Linked DNA regions of Oryctolagus cuniculus: region 1 is linked to region 2. Evidence: chromatin contacts called from public Micro-C data. All regions are on one chromosome and are shown on one strand. Each heading gives the region's core, a stretch centred on a gene start, on an enhancer-like site or on the middle of the called end of the contact. The rest is flanking DNA. Distances are from core to core; before and after follow the strand shown.

Evidence for each region. A called contact is a pair of places that touch in the nucleus more often than the background predicts.
Region 1: a Micro-C map of ear pinna shows a contact between it and region 2, with 2.2 times the contacts expected there. The contact joins the enhancer-like site here to the promoter of LOC138848503 in region 2.

What each region holds. Positions count from the first base shown.
Region 1 is chr2:80,538,188-80,542,823 of mOryCun1.1, reverse strand. RBPMS (RNA binding protein, mRNA processing factor) reads right to left here. Exons shown (of 8, transcript XR_007918162.2): 5 at 232-382. Among named protein-coding and RNA genes, the nearest start is that of RBPMS, 110 kb to the right of the region's middle. Within about 2 kb of position 2,968, at least 4 of the 8 cell types and tissues checked have an H3K27ac peak or open chromatin away from gene starts, as enhancers often do. A contact at or near this core is called in ear pinna, where this site is marked.
Region 2 is chr2:80,425,692-80,430,017 of mOryCun1.1, reverse strand. It overlaps LOC138848503 (collagen alpha-2(I) chain-like), which reads left to right and starts at 2,959. Exons shown (of 2, transcript XM_070068518.1): 1 at 2,959-4,326. The coding sequence starts at 2,959. The coding sequence ends at 3,729. It overlaps RBPMS (RNA binding protein, mRNA processing factor), which reads right to left and starts at 2,844. Exons shown (of 8, transcript XR_007918162.2): 1 at 2,497-2,844.

The DNA.
Region 1 (4,636 bases), core at 1,719-4,218, 110 kb before region 2:
GGTCAGCATCACACTCGGGAAACCCACTGCACAGCAAGCGCGAGTTTCAGGGTATGGGTTCTGCTCAGGCCACACCCTCTCCGGGGCAGCCGGTCACGACAAGAATGCTGGGTTTGGAACTCAGACAGGCGGAGAGGACAGGAGACTCCACGCCCAAGGAGTCACCTCACACACAGCAGCCCGTGCACAACCCCTGGCTTCTCTTCCCAAAATAAAAGTGGATCCACTTACACGGCTCTCTGGCGATGAACTGAGGTACAGTGTTGGGCAGAGGAGTGCTGGGGTTTGGAGTCCCTACTAGTTTGTTCTTGGCCATCTTCGTGTTTGCCTTAGCAAACTCGAGTCGTAGTGTTTGCGGTATTTCAGGATCGAAGCGGATGCCCTTTGGAAATAAAGAACAAATGGGAGATGTTTTCATTTCCTTCGCGTCAAACCGGATTGGTGACAAAATAAACACACCAGCACACCCTGGCCTGTCCCTAAAAAAAAAAGGCCAAGGAGAGCTCTCACTCTCACCGCTTTCAGGGAAATACACAAAAATGCACAGCACGGAGGGTCCAGAAAAATCAAGGAATTCAGCTTAATTACAAACTTCAGTTACCGGGATTTTCAACAAACTCCTTTTTTCTGGGAGACAAAAAAAAACAAAAAACAAAACAAAAAAAAACACCTTTCTGGTTCAATTTTCAAATTTTGGGTCAGCAAATTCCTAGCACCATTAACAACTTTGAGGAACTGGCCACCAGCAAGAATGAAAACTGTGACTGATCCCACGAGAACGAAGTACTGTGTAGCTCTGACACCTGGTATCCAGGAGGCTGGGGCGGCCACCGGCGTCCACACACTGAAGGACAACAGAGTTAATTTCTCAGTGCTCTTCATTGCCTATAGGTGGAGAACAAGATTCCCACCCCCTGTCTAATCACGGAACTTTATAACGGTAACACAAGTACTCTGCGTTCCTCAGGAGACAGGAATGAAATGGCTGTCAGATTTCAATGTAACAAATGTCCTTTGATTCCAGTTAGCTTATAAACTCATATAAAATCTAAATGCCTTGCTGTAGCAAAGCTCTGACTTTGATTAGAGTTGGCTTGCTGGCTGCAGAAAGATTACACAGGCCAAAGGGAACAGTAATTGCCAATTACCCTTGATCCTATTATTGCAGTTCAGCAAAAACCAATCACATTCAACAAAACCAACCACTGACACTGTTAAAAGACAAGATTCAGGCACAGCAGGTTAAGCTGCTGGCATCCTGTATCCGAATGCAGCTACCCTGCTTCCGACCCAGCTCCCTGCTAACGTGCCTGGGAAAGCAGAAGATGGCCCTGGGCCCCTGCCACCCACGTGGGAGACCCCGATGGAGTTCCAGGCTCCTGGCTTCCGCTTGGCCCAGCCCTGTACACACATGGACCTGAGGGCACCGGATGTCCTCAAGGATAGAGTAAGAACTTCTCATTCCGTAGCCCAGGACTGGGCGACTCTGCACGTCACAGGCTCAGCTTCAAAGACCCAAAGATAAGGCTGTGAACGACGTAGTATAGGCAGTGAGAGGTGGCAGCCAGGGGTGGGGGAGGAGGAGAGAGGTCCTCAGGTGTCACAGCCACAGCACCTGAGCCCCACCTTCCGGGGGGGGGATTTCTTCAGGGTCTGGAGTGAAGCATTCTGAGAGGGAACCACCAGAGGGTGGTGGGCGGGAGGAGGGGAGACCCCATGCACAGGTCTCCCCGCTGCCACACGGGATGTCCCCGCGGCCGAAGAACACAGCAGTGAGTTCTCGGTGAATGCTCCTTTTTGGGGTGCTAGCGGGGGAGCTCGGTGCCGTAAGTTCTAGACCAGGACTGTCTAGAAGGGAAGAGACAGGGCTGTGTTGTGACACAGCACCAGCTCTGGCCTGCGCCCACCGCCAGGCCTCTCACAGGGCTTCCGAGCTAGGACTGTGATCCCCAGGGGAGGATTTCCAAATATGGCGCTGAAGAGCTGGGCCTGTGCAGCGCGGCCCCTGGGAAAGACGCGGGCCTCCACCTCCACGTGCTGAGACACACAGAGTGCTGGCCTGCCGGCTGTTTCACCCTCCCCGAGCAGAAGCTACCCCGGAGCCCCAAGCGCACAGTGACGCAGCAGCCAGGCAGCGCAGGGCATCCTGGGGCCTGGCCGTGGTCCCCTGGGACCCCCGCGCCTCCCACAGCAAGGCTGCACATCTGCCGCTCCGGAGTCAGCCGAGGCTCCGCACTCGAGCTCGCCCGGGACACAACCTGGGCTGGCAGTCTGCATCAGAAAGCTCTGGTCCGCTCCCCGCCCCCCTCATCTTGTCTGAGCTAAAATAACAACAACAGCATGTTCCAGAGCAAAGTTCCAGCATCCTCGTTTAAAAAAAAAAAAAAAAAAAAAAAACCCAAAAGTTAAAATGACCTAATTTGCTTGGCAGCTTATGCAGAGGCAGAGGCTTAGAATACAAGCCACATTCCTCCAACATCTTTACCAGCAACACCATATTTGGTAACCAATATCCTGCTCCGCTGAGTTTCTATCCGTAGAGGTCAGTGAAGCCAAAAACTGTTTAAATGCCAGAGGAGGAGGAAGAGGAGGAGGAGGAGGACACAGAGAGGTGCAGGGGGAGCGAGAGCGTGGAAGAAGAGGAAGACAAGGGGAGAGGAAGAAGCAGACAGGAAGCAGTCATGAAAAAGAAATGCCTTGTGCTTTTAATTAAAACCTAGCGAGCGTCTTCTCTGGCTACAGTACGCTCACACCGAATGCTGTAGGATAAGGTTACTGCCAAGTGACAACCTTCCTCTTCCTTATCTACGCATGGACAATCGGTAATACATGAACTTCAGGATAACACGTTACCAGCAAACAGCTGGGTGTGACCAACCGGCTACGCTGACTGCCAACTGGCTCAACCAATCCAGGCTTGGCAGATGGTGAGCTCTCCGCCCAAGGCCAAGCCATGGAGAAGACAACATGGCCAACAACATAATGGCTGCCTGTGTATCTAAGGTGATGCCAGACAGCTTTGCGCAGGGCAGAAAAGGCCTGGGGAGCCATGGGAAGAGCAGAAGTTCAACAGGTGGCAGTCCAGGAAAGGGCTCAGCAAATTCCTATGGGACAGGATGCAGCGAGGATGTGTGCTGGGGGCGGCCAGAGGCAGATGGCTGCACCAGCAGGCTGGGGGAAGATAATAAAGGACCTCGTGGGCCCTACTGGGAGACTTGCTAAGGAGCACTGGGACGCCCCCACCCCCAAAACATTCGCCTCTGTGATTTGTGTGGGCTGGAACCTGAGCAGCTGCATTTCCAACACGTTCCCAGGGAGTGCTGATGCTGCCAGTGGAGGGCGCTACTAGTGGCAGGAAAAGATGAGCTCCATGGAGGGGCAGACCCAGATCAGGCGTGAAGCAGGCAGGGGGGTTCCAGTGCGATGGCCCACCTGCTGGTCCCTCTGTGGGAAGGGCCCTGGGGGTTGGTCTCAGTGTCCTGCACGGAAGCATGGTTACTATGTCCGGGACAGATGCTGCCCACAGTGATGAGATGTGTTTGTTCTTCTGGGAATATCAAGCGTGAGTGTGCAGGTAACGAAAATGGAGGTGGCCAGGGCTGAGTCACCTCGATAGCTCTGCAAACTATCGGCTACCCCAGGGTCCTCACAAATGGCCAGCCCAGGCCGGCGCCGCGGCTCACTAGGCTAATCCTCTGCCTGCGGTGCCAGCACCCTGGGTTCTAGTCCTGGTTGGGGTGCCAGTTCTGTCCCAGTTGCTCCTTTTCCAGTCTAGCTCTCTGCTGTGGCCCGGGAAGGCAGTGGAGGATGGCCCAAGTGCTTGGGCCCTGCACCCGCATGGGAGACCAGGAGGAAGCACCTGGCTCCTGGTTTTGGATTGGCGCAGTGCGTGGGCCGTAGCGGCCATTTGTGGGGTGAACCAACGGAAGGAAGACCTGTCTCTGTCTTATTGTCTAACTCTGCCTGTCAAAACAAAACAAAAACCAAATGGCTAGCCTATCAGTCCTTGACAAGGAGATTTAGAGGCAACAAAATCATCCGTTTACAGAAAAAAACTGGTGAGACTGGGGCAGACCTGGGCACACTTATTTTAAAAGGCCATAAATGGGACAATCAGTCTGTTACTAGTAACATGTGGTGACCAACATGATGGGGGACAGAGGGCAGGAGGTACACATCTCTGTACAATTTTGTCTGAAATTTTTATATACATACATAATTTAAAAAATGTTTATTTACTTGAAATGCACAGTGACAGGGTGGGAGGAGAGACAGATATCTTCCATCTCAGTTCACTTCCCCAGATGCTTATAATATCCAAAAGCCAGGAGCCTGAACTCCATGTGGGCCTCCCACATGGGTGGCAAGAACTGAAGGGCTGGAGCAGTAACACCTGCTGCCTGCCACCATGTACCTTAGCAGGAAGGTGGATCAGAAAGGGTGGGTGGACTCCATCCTAGGCACTGGATATGGGATGTGGGTATCCTGAGTGGCAGCTTAGCCCTATGCACCACACTGTCCCCCTTTTTATTTCTTAAAGTCATAATTGATAAGATCCGTTAGAGATTTAAAAACGAAAAGAGGGAGAGATCTAGAATACGTGATTTCCCACGGAGGGGTAGCAGAGCCGGGGCAG
Region 2 (4,326 bases), core at 1,710-4,209:
CCGGAACTGAAGATTATTTTTCCTCAAAGTTTTACATGATATCCAAAGTGTATTCTGCTCAAGTTCTCAAAAACTCCCACCACCAAAAACTGCAGAAATTTCTCCTAAATGCTGGACTGCTCATTCTATCCAACTGGAGCTAAACGGGGATTTAGGCATCTTTTTCAGGGTCGGCATCAGAAACTCTTAACCGGGGTTAAAATACACTGGATGATAAAAGGAACTCATTTCCATAGAAAATGACACAACTTGGACTGCACAAGGTGGCAAACAGCCGAAGCACCCTGACAACCACAACATCGACCGTTTTCTCACGGTGATTGGAACTCACTGTCCACTGCCGTTCACAAGTCACCAGAAACAGCCCTCCTGTCCTGGTGTGTGCGTGTCCGTGTTACACGTGTATGCCCTGTCTCCTGCGGCCCATTGCCAAAGCTTTCTGAAAACAAACCGCTGCTCCTCTGGGTGGGCAGGCAAAGCGGCCAGTGCAGTGGGATTTTGTGCAATGCTAAGCTCACTGAATGGCACCCACCAAATGCCATATTTATTTAACTTGTGGCTTTCAGGGTTAGGAAAAAAAAGGGGAGGGGGAGAAAGAGAGAGGAGGTTAGTGTTTCAAAACCAGAATGTCAACCATAAACCCTCTCTGGTCAGGGTGTATCCGCAGTGTATACTCTCGCTTCTTATACAACCTGGGTTCTGAAACCTTCCTACCTCCTGTCTTATTTTTTAAGTAACAAGCGTTTTGCTAAAAAGACCTACACCTGGAGGAGCCCACGCCTTTCCCACCCGGAAAGGAACGCTGCTGGGGAAACTAGAAGCAATGCCTGCGACTTGGATGGCCTCTGATCACAGGGACCCACAACCTCGCGATAACCGAGCCCATCCAGGCAAATCCTGGCGGCAGTTCACCTGGCATGGGTCAAGAGAAAAATCTGACTTCTGTCGTCCATTCGATTTTAAGTTAATTGGATATGGTTTTCGAGACACCTGAGCCCATTTTGCTACTACCAAAAGAAAAAGAAAAAAATCTGCAGTCTGATGAACTTTCTCTTAACTACAAGTTTCCTCAACTGGTTAACAGAGAAAGATTGTTTCACAAGATACACTCTCACACTTAGGAGCGGCCAGATTGCCACTCTAAGTGGAACAGAAAGGTTTCTGAAGCAATGATTCTCTTGACGGGTTAAGTGAATTAGCTGCACATGCCAATTCCTGAAAATGCAAATTTGCCATCATTTTTCAGTTTTTAAAGGACAGGGAAAATAAACTAAACAGTAGAGAAGCCAGAAAGTGGAATTTGGAATTCCAGCCTTGGTGTCTTTTTAAAAGCACTGTCACGAGTAGTCCTACATTTGCAGGCACCAAACAAGAAGGGGCAAACAGCTTTTCAAAATAAAGCTTTGTCATAAAACAGGCGATTTCCTCCAGGAGCCAATTCTCAGCTTACTAACTCACCCAGGTGACAACGCTGCTCCACGGCGCTACCTTTTGCATTGTTTTGCATGGTCTTCGCCTGTCTCTCCTATTTAATTAAATAGCTCCAATTTTACACGTGGACGACTTAAAAGGGCTGAGGGATTCCTGCACGAGGTCCACTTCCAACTCTCGGGCCCGGCGCTGCGGCACCGCCTCGCCGCCCGCGCGCACCGCACGCTCTCTGGCTCCCGCACACACGCGCGCGAGCTCTTGGCGGAAGGCTGAGAGCCCCAACTTCGAGGGAACTCAGCAAGTGAGCGGAGGCACTGTTTCTGGGGCTGCGGGAACAGTCATTTGAGAAACCCCACAATCATCCCCTAACTACGGAGTTCTGGAACGTGCGTCCCGCACACCCCTTCCCCACACTTCCTCGGCTTCGCGTTTGCCAAAGGCAAGTGCCCCCCAACTGCAAGCTGTCTCCCCTCCAGGATCCCGGACGCACAACCCAAATCAAAGTCCTACCGCAGCGTCCTGGCCAGCATTCCGGGAGCGACGCTTTCGGCCCCTCTCATTCTGCTCCCCACATCCACACCCCGCCCCCGAAGTCTACCACAGCCCGGGGTTCGGGGGTTCCCGCCTCGCGGGCGGCGAGTTATCGATGAATCCACACACGCCCCGGCTCCGGAGAGACTTGGCCAAGAACTTTTCACACCGGCGCCAGCGCCAGCCCCTAACAGAGCTTCTCCCCAACTCCTTCCCAAAGCCGCCCGCACGCACGCACACAGACACACGCACTCCCTCCCGCCGGCTTCCAGCCCCTGGCGCTCAGAGAAGCCCTGACCCTCGGGTCCCAGTAACCTGAGGTCACCCAGGAGTCAGCTCTCGATTCCGCTTTTAAAATCCCGGGCACACAAAGCCGAGCATTCTACTTGGAGGGTGTCTCCGCAAAGTTCTGCAAGTCACGCAGCGCAGGGTGCGCGGACACCCCCAGAACCCGCGCCCTGGAGACGCACCCAGCCGGGGCCACGGCGCGCCGGCCCCCGGACGCGCCCCGCCGCCCGCCCGGGCCACCGCTACCTCTTCCTCCTGGAGGTTGGCCTCGCTCGGGGTGTTCTCCTTCTCGGCTTTGCCGCCGTTGTTCATCTTCCCGGTCCTTCGTCGCCGGGCAGGGCTGGGGCGCGGGGCTGGGCGAGGGCGCGCTCGCCCGCTTCTGCCTTCCCCGGGGCGCCGGGGCTGCCTCGGGCGGGCGCCGCGGGGCTGCGAAGGCTCGGGCTGGGCTCCCGCGGCGCGCAGACGACGGCGGCGGGCGACTCGGGGAGGAAGTGCGGGCAGGGCGCGGGCGCGGGCCGGCCGAGCGGGGCGCGGAGACAATCGCGACCGGGAGGGAGACCTGGGGCGGGAGGGCGGGCGCGAGGGAAGGAAGGAAGGGAGGGAGGGAGGAAGAGAGGATGGGGCGAGGGCGCGCGTCCCAGGAGTGAGCGCGGAGAGCTGGGGCTGGGGGCTGCCGCTGCCGGAGCAGAGCGAGGCTGGAAGGAAGGGATGGGGCGGCCGGAGAGGAGGAGGAGGAGGAGGAGGCGCCGGCCGCGGCTGGGACGCTGGGACGCGGAGAGCCGCTGGCTGCGCGCTCCTGGCCGGCTTTGGGAAGTCCGAGTCCGCTGCAGCTCCTTTCTCTCGCCTCCCTCCCTCCCCTCTCCGCTCTCCCCTCCCTCTCCGCCTCCCTCCGCCCTCCCTGGACGTGGGCTGCCGCCGTCAGCCCGCAGGGACGGGACGGGGGCCGCCGAAGCCCCCCGGCGGGAGGAGGGGCCGCGGAGTCGGCGCGGCCCGGGCCGGATGGCGCGCGCCGGGGAGGGGCGGCGGCGCGGAGCGGAAGCGGCCGACCCCGGCCCCGGCTCGACGGCAGAGCGAGGGCCGGGCGGGCTGAGCAAGGGAGGCTGGAGAGCCGGGTCCCCGGGCGCACGCGGCGTCCCCCGCGCCCCGGCTCGGAGAGGGGGCTTCGGGGAGCCGGGCCCTGGCCGTGCGCGGACCGGGGGCTGGGATGTGCCACTTTTGTTTGCCTGCTTTCCACGAGGGAGCTGCGCGCCCCCGGGCTCCTCGCCGGTAGGGGCTGAGACGCGGGTCGCGCCCTCGGGGCGAGGGCTTGGAGGCCCGGGACGGAGGAACGCCGGGGACAGCCGGGCCCCCGTGAGCCCCCCGCGAGCCCCCCGCCGGCCCGCTCTGGAGTTGATTGTTCACCTGGCCTCTCTTTGGGGAGCGCCTTCCTGGCAAAGGAGACCGAGCCCTGTTTATCCGGCTAATCCCGCGGCTGTTTAAATGAGCCCCCCGGCACACAGTGGGCACTTTTCTAAACGAGTCTTGGCAGGCAGCCCTGGAGGGTCAAGGCATTCGGGCAAAGCGAGGCGCCCGCCTAGTGTTCCCGCCGCGCCTCTGGGGGACTGCCTACTTTATTTTCTCGTCCGTGAAATGGGTGCAGTTACCCCGGAGTGTGGGGGGCACGCCTCACACCCTCCTGCCCGCTGTAGGCTTACAACATGGATGCTAACATCATTATGAAGAAAATTTCCATTTCTTCTGGGCCTGGAGCCTTTTGTCTTATGGGTCCAGTTATGCGTCTAAACTTGACTGCTACAAATGTATAACCTTACAACTCGCAACTAGTTCGTTCAGCGCCGCCTCCCGCTCCCAGGAATTCCTTCCTGCACAGCACCTATCACAGTTTCTATTTATTGACTGGCCTGCCCTTTATCTTGCCTCCCCTCCCCCCTCCAGAGCTTATACAGCTTTGAGTGCTGGTGGGGGTGGGGGTGACAGCAGAAGATAAGACCCTGCCTGTAGGGAGCTGAAAATGGAGTTGTGGAGACCAGATACCAGGAACAACTCCAAAGCAACAACATCCTGGCAGAGCACAAA